Linked DNA regions of Sus scrofa: regions 2 and 3 are each linked to region 1. Evidence: chromatin contacts called from public HiChIP or PLAC-seq and promoter capture Hi-C data. All regions are on one chromosome and are shown on one strand. Each heading gives the region's core, a stretch centred on a gene start, on an enhancer-like site or on the middle of the called end of the contact. The rest is flanking DNA. Distances are from core to core; before and after follow the strand shown. Region 1 holds the start of LOC100626048 (vomeronasal type-1 receptor 4). Region 2 holds the start of PPP2R1A (protein phosphatase 2 scaffold subunit Aalpha). Region 3 holds the start of LOC100737585.

Region 1 (2,674 bases), core at 49-2,548:
GGATTCTCAAGACTCCGGGCAGCTACCAAAGACTGAAATCGCTTCCAAAATGATTCCCATGCCAAATGATTTCCTGTGCTGTGGCGCCCAAGCCCCCTCTCTCCCTGTCGCTAGGGACGCTTCTGGTCCGGTGCGTCCTCAGACGGTTTCGGGGTGCTGGAGTTCGGGGCTCGCGCCCACCTCTATGACGTAACGTGACCACGCCCATCTCAGCGATCATGGCGGAAGCGGTACCTATGGAGGCTACGGCTCGGAACAGGAGTTGAAATCACTTTTGGCCACCTCCTCGCCTTTCCCTCCTCATTGTTGATCAGCAGCACTTTGATGAATGATCTTTTAAAGGCTGGACCCTATCCAAGGCCGTGGCGGCGCAGGCCGGAGTCTGTTTCGTCTTTTGGACAAAACGGAGAGATGGCGGCGCCCGCGCGCAGTGATGAGAAAGCATCATGGAGGCGGCCATTTTACAGGAAGTACAGTTCCGTACGGCAGAGAGCAGCCCCAACCCCGCTGCCAAGAGCCAGTGTTAAGACGAGCCGTTGGCCCATCATCGAAGTTTGCAGGAGCCGACACAAGTTGTAAAAGCAGCGACCAGACAGTGTGAAAAAACGCTTGTGACTTTAAGTCCTGGTGAAATTTGGCAATGAAGTAGAGCGGGGACGGGGATGAGTACCGCAAGTCTCAACAGGTCTGTTGGTTACAGACCTATTGAGGGGTGGGGCGATGCTGAGACTCTGACTTTGTGAAGAGCAAGGGCCACAGGCCTGGGAATGTGGCTACCTCTCTAGGGAAAGGGGAGGAGTGAAGCTTCAAATATATGCAAATATTTCCTTAAAAAAATAAGGGGTATTTCAGAGTAATTAAGAGATGGCCATGCTATTAGATTGGCATCATTCTCAAAATAAACACATTTAAGAAACATTAGCCGTCATTTGATGCATCCAAGGGGGTAGTAGAGGATATAATCTATAAGTCCTTTTTATTTTTTGTTTTGTTTTTGTACTTCCTTTCTAGAGGTCAATTTAGAATTATAATTTAAATTTTTCATTCTTGTTGGTCTAGATAGTCCAATGTTAAGAATCTTTGTCAAAAGCAAACTTTCTATATTAACCACAAAAAATTTTGGTGAAATTTTTTAAAACTAGGAATAACCTGAATGTTCAATCAGCAGATGAATAGTACGGTAATTTAAACACATCCTTTCAGCAGAGCAGTCTATAGCCGTCAAAAAGCCAATTAGGGAGTTCCTGTTGTGTGGCTCAGACCCTCACTAGTATCCATGAGAGTGCTGGTTCCATCCCTGGCCTCCCTTGGTGGGTTAGGATCCAGCGTTGCCAAGAGCTGTGGCGTAGGTCACAGACAGACTTGGATCTGGCATGGCTGTGGCTGTGGTGTAGGCTGGCAGCTGCAGCTCTGAATCAGCCCCTAGCCTGGGACCCTCCATATGCTGCCTGTGTGGCTCTAAAGAGGAAAAAAAAAATTTTTTTAATAAATTTCTCCTAGGCAGGAAGCATGTCATAGACAATCATAGAAATAGTCCTGAAATATTCTCTGATTTCAATTTTTTTTTTTTTTTTTTTTGTCTTTTTGCCTTTTCTTGGCCCGCTCCCATGGCATGTGGAGGTTCCCAGGCTAGGGGTCGAATCGGAGCTGTAGCCGCCAGCCTACGCCAGAGCCATAGCAACATGGGATCCGAGCCGCATCTGCGACCTACACCACAGCTCATGGCAACGCCGGATTCTTAACCCACTGAGCAAGGCCAGGGATCGAACCCGCAACCTCATGGTTCCTGGTCGGATTTGTTAACCACTGAGCCACAACGGGAAGTCCTGGTTTCAAATATTATGATGGGTGAGTCCCTCAGTACTTCCGTCTTGGCCCAGATTATATCCTGAAAAGCCCTTCCTTGAGGAGAGGGAAATCTCCTCCGTTCCTACCTAGAGATTACCCTAAATTTCTATCTATTCCTAGATTTTATTTCTCCTCATAGCTTTTATCATTTCCTGGACATTTTAGGATCTACTTACTCTTGTTTTCCTTCACTGGATTGTACGGACCACCATAAAAGCTGTTCCCCTGCCTGTTCACTGATGTTGCCTCGATGTGTGACTCAGTGACTTGCGCAGTGATGGTGCATTAAAATATTCCTGGAGGAGTACATCACCCACAGCCAGGATTTCAACTGAATTCTGGGTTGGCCATAGCATGGCAAATTCCCGTTTCCTTTCCTATGGATGGGACTCACTGTAGCTGGGATCTCACGTCCTCATGGGATCACGGGAAAGAAAAAGGGGTACAGGAGAGAGCGAAGACCCCACTTCGAGGCCAGTAGGAAGAAATGAATTCAACAGAAGTCACCTGTCTCAATGCAGCCGGTCACAGAGGAGCCGGGATCCTTAAACGGCAACTCTTCACAGATGTTAGGCCTGTGGACAAAATTCAGGTTTCATCTCCAAGACATTCCAGAAAGATCTCACCTCCTCCAGCTCTCCACCGTTCTCAAAGACTAAGGCTCTGGTTTTGCTTTGGCTTTATTTATGCTAGGCATCATTGTCCTTGTCTGCTTTGTCTCTTTATCATCAGTTAAAGCTCTCTGACACCAAACAGGTTGCACTGTCAATTCTGGGCTTTAGAATTGTCTTTCCCTCCAGTGGCTGAAGACACGCTGATGGGCCCA
Region 2 (2,674 bases), core at 110-2,609, 52 kb before region 1:
GCAACCCGTTCAATTTTTTTTTTTTTTTTTTTTCTCTTGGCTCTTCTAGGGACGCTCCCGCAGCATATGGAGGTTCCCAGGCTAGGGGTCTAATCGGAGCTGTATCTGCCGGCCGACACCACAGCCACAGCAACGTGGGATCCGGCAACGCCGGATCCTTGACCAGCGAGGCCAGGGATCGAACCCGCAACCTCATGGTTCCTAGCCGGATTCGTTAACCACTCCGCCACAACGGGAACTCCGCGACTGGTTCAATTTTATAAGTGGGGAAATTGAGGCCCAAAGGGAGGATGGACCTCTTCAATCACCACTCCCAATAATTACAGGTACATTTATTGGGCCTTTACAACAGGTCAGGCGCCGTCTAGTATTTCTTCTGTTATAAACTCTGTCACTCACTACCATCCAAGGAGGCCGGGACTATTACTGGCCCACGTTTTATGGAAAACAAGCCCAGATCGGTGAAGTAATGTGCACAAGGTCAATGGGCGGGTGAGAGGTGGGGCTGGGATGGGCGAAGCCCTGAGTCCTACCTCTTCTCGACCCCTCGCCACCCCATGCCACTCATCAGAAACGACAGCCCGCTTGGTAAACTGCCCCCCCCCGCCCCCGGCCCCAGTTAAGGGGAGAACACCGGAAGGGGGGGCCAGTGGCTAGCTGGCAATTCGCTTCGGAATTTAGCTAGTTCCACCCTTGGGAGTGGGGTTTTGGCCTCCCGCTTCTTTCGGAGGGTCTACACCAAAACTGCCGGGAGAAGAAGAGCAGGATTTGGAAAGTCATCCTTCACGTCTCCGTCTCCATTTGGAGAGATTACACCCACAGCGCTGAGCCCCAGCCGCACGAACCCAGAAAGGAGAAAACCTACGCGGGTCCCCACCAATCCGGCGGCCCCTCCCCCACTCGGAGAAAGTCGCGAGCCCACTCCATCCCCAAGGGGCCATTCAGGGGCCGCCGCCAATCACCCGGCCCTCCCCTCGCCTCTCCCCCACCCGGTCGGCCGACCCCTCGTGGGCCGCGGCCTCCGAGGCCCGGAGCGGCCACGCGCATTTGGCAGGCCTGGGGACCCTCCAAGCGCGCCCTCTGCGGGGCCGACACCCAATCCCGGACGCCGTCTCATCGAGTCCGGGGAACCGGAGAGGTGTGAGCGGAACACTGATTGGCCGCCGCCCCCTTCCGCCACTCCCTGCGAACACTGAATCTTCTCCGCGAGGGACGCCGGTGCCCCCCAGGTACCCCTTCCTCTCTTCCCCAAGTCCCCCGGAGCCTCCGGACCTGAACATCCTCGTTGCGGAGCTCGTCTATGAGCACCGCGATGGGGTAGAGCGAGTCATCGCCGTCGGCCGCCGCCATCTTGGCTCCGTCTTGTGTCTGTCAGACTGCGGCCGGCGCCGTGCTGAAACCCGGGTAGGGAGGGGCTGGGCCGGGAGGAGGAGAGAAGGACTTGGGGGCGCCCGGGCCACGTTACAGGGGCTGCCCTACATTCATTGGCCGCGCTACGCCGGGCCAAGCCTGCGTTTCTTTGGCCCGGACAAATAAAGTCCCGCCCACTGCCCATTTGCCATTGGTCCAAGGGAAGAGATTGAGCTTGCCGGAGCCTAGGAGGGGGGAGGAGGAAACGGAAGTACGCGGTATCTTAGCGACTAAGATTGTGCCCGCCTACGTCGCCGCCAACAACGGCCTAGACGAGCAGTTGTTTCTAGCCAATGAGGGGCGGGATTGGAAGGTGGCGAAGCCTGCCTGTCCGAGCCCTGGAGAAAGCTTACCCGCGTGCGTCGCTTGGAATGCGTGACATCATGTGGGGAACAGAATCGTACAGGTTTCGGCTTGCGAGGCAGCGGTCCCCCTGCCTGGCGGGAGGGCGCACTCCAAGATTGTTTGTGCGGGAGGAGGTGGGAGTGCGTCCTTGATTTGTGCCGTATTATGCCGAGGCCTAGGGAAGGATGGCGACTTAACCTTATTCTCTGGGTAAAACCTAGGCCCCTCAGGCTGGTATGTCTATCTGATTTCCTGAACCCTCTCTAGGCACGTCTCCTTTTGGAAAATTGGCTGCCTGAGCACACCATGCTTTTCTCTCTTTCTCTTCCCCCCCCCCCGCCGCCGGACAGTCCAAACCATCTTTCCCAAAGACCCTACCCACTCCACTTAGGAAACTATTCCCCCTAAAAGGGGCAGGGGTGGTGGTGGAGGGGGCTTGCATATTTCAATCCTTGCCCTCCTTATTCCCCGGATATTCCCCTTACCCCAAACCTGCCAGCCCTTTGGAGCTATGGGAGTCCCAGTGTGCCTATGCGTAGGGAGCCCCTGCATCGGACAGATGGAATCAGCAGCTTGATTCTGGTCAGACTGTTCCAAGAGCAGACCCTGACCATGATTATCCAAATGAGTGAGCCAGACAAGTCTCTCAGCACTGCAGTTTGGTTCCACAGTTCCCACCCTAAGAGAGGGATGTCCTTTATCTGACAGTCCACAGTTTCCCCAAGTGGCACACTAAACTGCTCGACCACTGGCAGCAGCCCAGGTTCCTAAGATCTGACCAGTAATGAGAACCATCATACCACACACCCCTGCTTCCAGTTCTGCCCTAACCAGTGGCCCAGGCAACACCATTAGGATTCAGCTTCCCTAAGGAAATCAGTCTTTAAAGAAATCTCAGAGCATGGAGGGTTTGAAGTGC
Region 3 (2,674 bases), core at 121-2,620, 36 kb after region 1:
AAGCAAAAAAGGGAGGGGGGAGAGATAATGGTACCAGTATTATATGAAAAACAAAACAAAAAATAAATGAATAAAATGAAAATTCTGTCAGTAAAGAAGAAAGTGTGAGGAGTTCCCGTCGTGGCGCAGTGGTTAACGAATCCGACTAGGAACCATGAGGTTGCGGGTTCAATCCCTGGCCTTGCTCAGTGAGTTAAAGATCCGGCGTTGCCGTGAGCTGTGGTGTAGGTCGCAGACGCGGCTTGGATCCCGCGTTGCTGTGGCTCTGGCATAGGCCAGTGGCTATGGCTCCGATTAGACCCCTAGCCTAGGAACCTCCATATGCCGCTGGAGCGGCCCTAGAAAAAGCAAAAAGACCAAAAAAAAAAAAAAAAAAAAAGAAGAAGAAGAAAGCGCGAATGTACATCGGGCAAATAAGCAACACTATTCATTGCTATGAGGGCAGGTGTTGGCAAGCATTTTCTGCAAAAGGATAGACAGTATACGTTTCTACTATGAAGGTTGAAATCTGTCCTGAGAACTCAATTCTACCTTTGCAGGGCGAAAGCAGCCAAAGAGAAACACAACGGATGGGCGTGGCTGGATTAGTCCCTGGGTCAGCAGTTACTTAAGCCCCGAACACAAGGCTAAAAACCAGGCAGTTTCAAACTGCTGCTCCCAGAATACCGCCTTGGTACCCAGCGGTCGAGGTTGGAACCTCAACCCAACTAACAGCCAGGAATCCTAGGCGCCCAAACCTAGCAAGTTTCTCTGTACGACAGACACGGACTACACACTCCCTTGTTAATCCGAAATCTGGACCAGACACCCATTAGATGACCATCCAAGGAAGCACCAATAACACCGAACCCCATATTAATTCTCGAACCTCAACCAAAACCTGTGTTCATCATAAATACGACCTGCACCCTTAACAAAGTGATTTGCAAAGACCCCCATACCCTGCTGATCCGGACTTGGTTGCTGATCTCCACAAATTCTTAATCGTTCTAAAGACCACCCTCCGCAAGGTACTCCAACCACAGACAGACGGGTCCCGGTTACTCTCAAATACTTCTACTTTGGTGATTCTCACCAGACTCGGCAATTGTTCCGTTAAGTCCACATTACACGGCGTCCACCCTATGCGTTGACATCACCCTGTAAGAGACAAACCTTCTATGGGTCAAAACACACACACACACACACACACAAAACTTCAAGGGACAAATGCACACACTGACCGGATTTTCTCCAGCCAGCAAGAGGAGTCTAAACCTAACACCTTCCAAGAACCGCTTCTACTTGGCTGTCGCACACATTTTCCGTCCACCTACGGCGGCTGAATTGGGTCTGAGACGTTTGTGGAAACGCGGAAGAACGGGTTTCCGGTAGTTCCTAGAAAGGCAATATGTCTGCGCCCGGTCGCCGGGGCGCCAGTGGGCGGCCACGTTGGGACACTTTACGTACAAAAGGCCGAGGGTGCGGGCTTCCGGGAGGGAACCTGGGGTGGCTGGGAAAGTGAGAAGCCGCTGAATTTAATCTCATTTTTTGCCACGTCCACACTTTAGGAAATGAGCCGATTTTCAGAAACGCGAGGTTTCTAAAGAAAGTATGGAGCTACTTAAACTTCGCCTTGGGGACTGAGCAGTAAAGGAATATCCCGGTGGCCTTTATTTTATACTTTATATTGGGGTCGGGTTTAGAAACTGACAAAGAGTTAAACTGCTGGTGTAGCAGCAGAAAATGAACTCTGGAAAAAGAAAAGGTAATCGGACATCCGCAGAAAGATTTGGAGGTAAATTTCTTGCAGGAAGCAGCTTTTTTTTTTTTTTTTTTTTTTTTTTTTTCTATTTCTTGGGCCTCTCCCGCGGCATATGGAGGTTCCCAGGCTATGGGTCTAATCGGAGCTGTAGCCACCGGCCTACGCCAGAGCCACAGCAACGTGGGATCCGAGCCGCGTCTGCAACCTACACCGCAGCTCACGGCAACGCCGGATCGTTTAACCCACTGAGCAAGGGCAGGGACCGAACCCGCAACCTCATGGTTCCTAGTCGGATTCGTTAACCACTGCGCCACGACGGGAACTCCAGGAAGCAGCTTTTAAGGCCCGAATAAGATTTTTTTTAAAAACTGGCAGTGTGAAACAGGTGATGACATTCTAGAGGAAAAGAGAGAGCTGAGACAAGCCTAAATTTTGACTGGGATTGGGACCTCGGGGAAGTACAGTCATCACTAATAATCAGAGAATTGCAAATCAAACCTGCAATGAAAGACCGCCTCACAAAGTCAGAATGACCATCTTATAAAGTCTACAAATAACATAGGCTGGAGGGCGTGTGGAGAAAGGCAACAGTTCCTATGTGTTGATGGGAATGTACAATGGTGCAGCCACTATGGACAACAGAATGTAAGTTCCTCAAAAAACTAAAAATAGTAACTCCTGCTATGGCGAGTGGGTGAAGAATGTAATTGCACCCTGCCTGCTGCAGAGGTGCAGGTTAGACCCCAAGCCCAGCGCAGTGGGTTAAAGGATCCCACATGGTTGCAGCTGCCACTTGGATGCAACCTCTGGCCCCAGAACTTCCATAGGCTGTGGGTACCATTAAAAAAACAAACAGGATTTCCCTTTGTGGCTCAAATCCAACTAGTCTCTATGAGGATCCGGCATTGCCATGAGCTGTGGCGCAAGTCA

Evidence for each region. Promoter capture Hi-C pulls out the DNA fragments that hold promoters and counts their contacts. HiChIP or PLAC-seq counts read pairs in DNA pulled down with a chosen protein or histone mark.
Region 2: an H3K27ac HiChIP or PLAC-seq map of alveolar macrophages shows a contact between it and region 1. The contact joins the promoter of PPP2R1A here to the promoter of LOC100626048 in region 1. A contact is called at or near these places in 7 of 47 Hi-C or Micro-C datasets (blood, fetal heart ventricle, fibroblasts and 3 more) and 1 of 2 datasets of contacts at active chromatin or transcription factors (alveolar macrophages).
Region 3: a contact with region 1 is called in a promoter capture Hi-C map of liver, with 1.8 times the contacts expected there. The contact joins the promoter of LOC100737585 here to the promoter of LOC100626048 in region 1. A contact is called at or near these places in 2 of 5 promoter capture datasets (fetal liver and liver) and 7 of 47 Hi-C or Micro-C datasets (differentiating spermatogonia, embryonic fibroblasts, epiblast stem cells and 4 more).

The regions. Positions count from the first base shown.
Region 1 is chr6:58,015,964-58,018,637 of Sscrofa11.1, forward strand. It overlaps LOC100626048 (vomeronasal type-1 receptor 4), which reads right to left and starts at 1,299. Exons shown (of 5, transcript XM_013998724.2): 1 at 1-1,299.
Region 2 is chr6:57,963,589-57,966,262 of Sscrofa11.1, forward strand. It overlaps PPP2R1A (protein phosphatase 2 scaffold subunit Aalpha), which reads right to left and starts at 1,360. Exons shown (of 15, transcript NM_214024.1): 1 at 1,273-1,360. The coding sequence starts at 1,350.
Region 3 is chr6:58,052,186-58,054,859 of Sscrofa11.1, forward strand. LOC100737585 reads right to left here and starts at 1,371. Exons shown (of 14, transcript XM_013998720.2): 1 at 1,224-1,371; 2 at 942-1,140.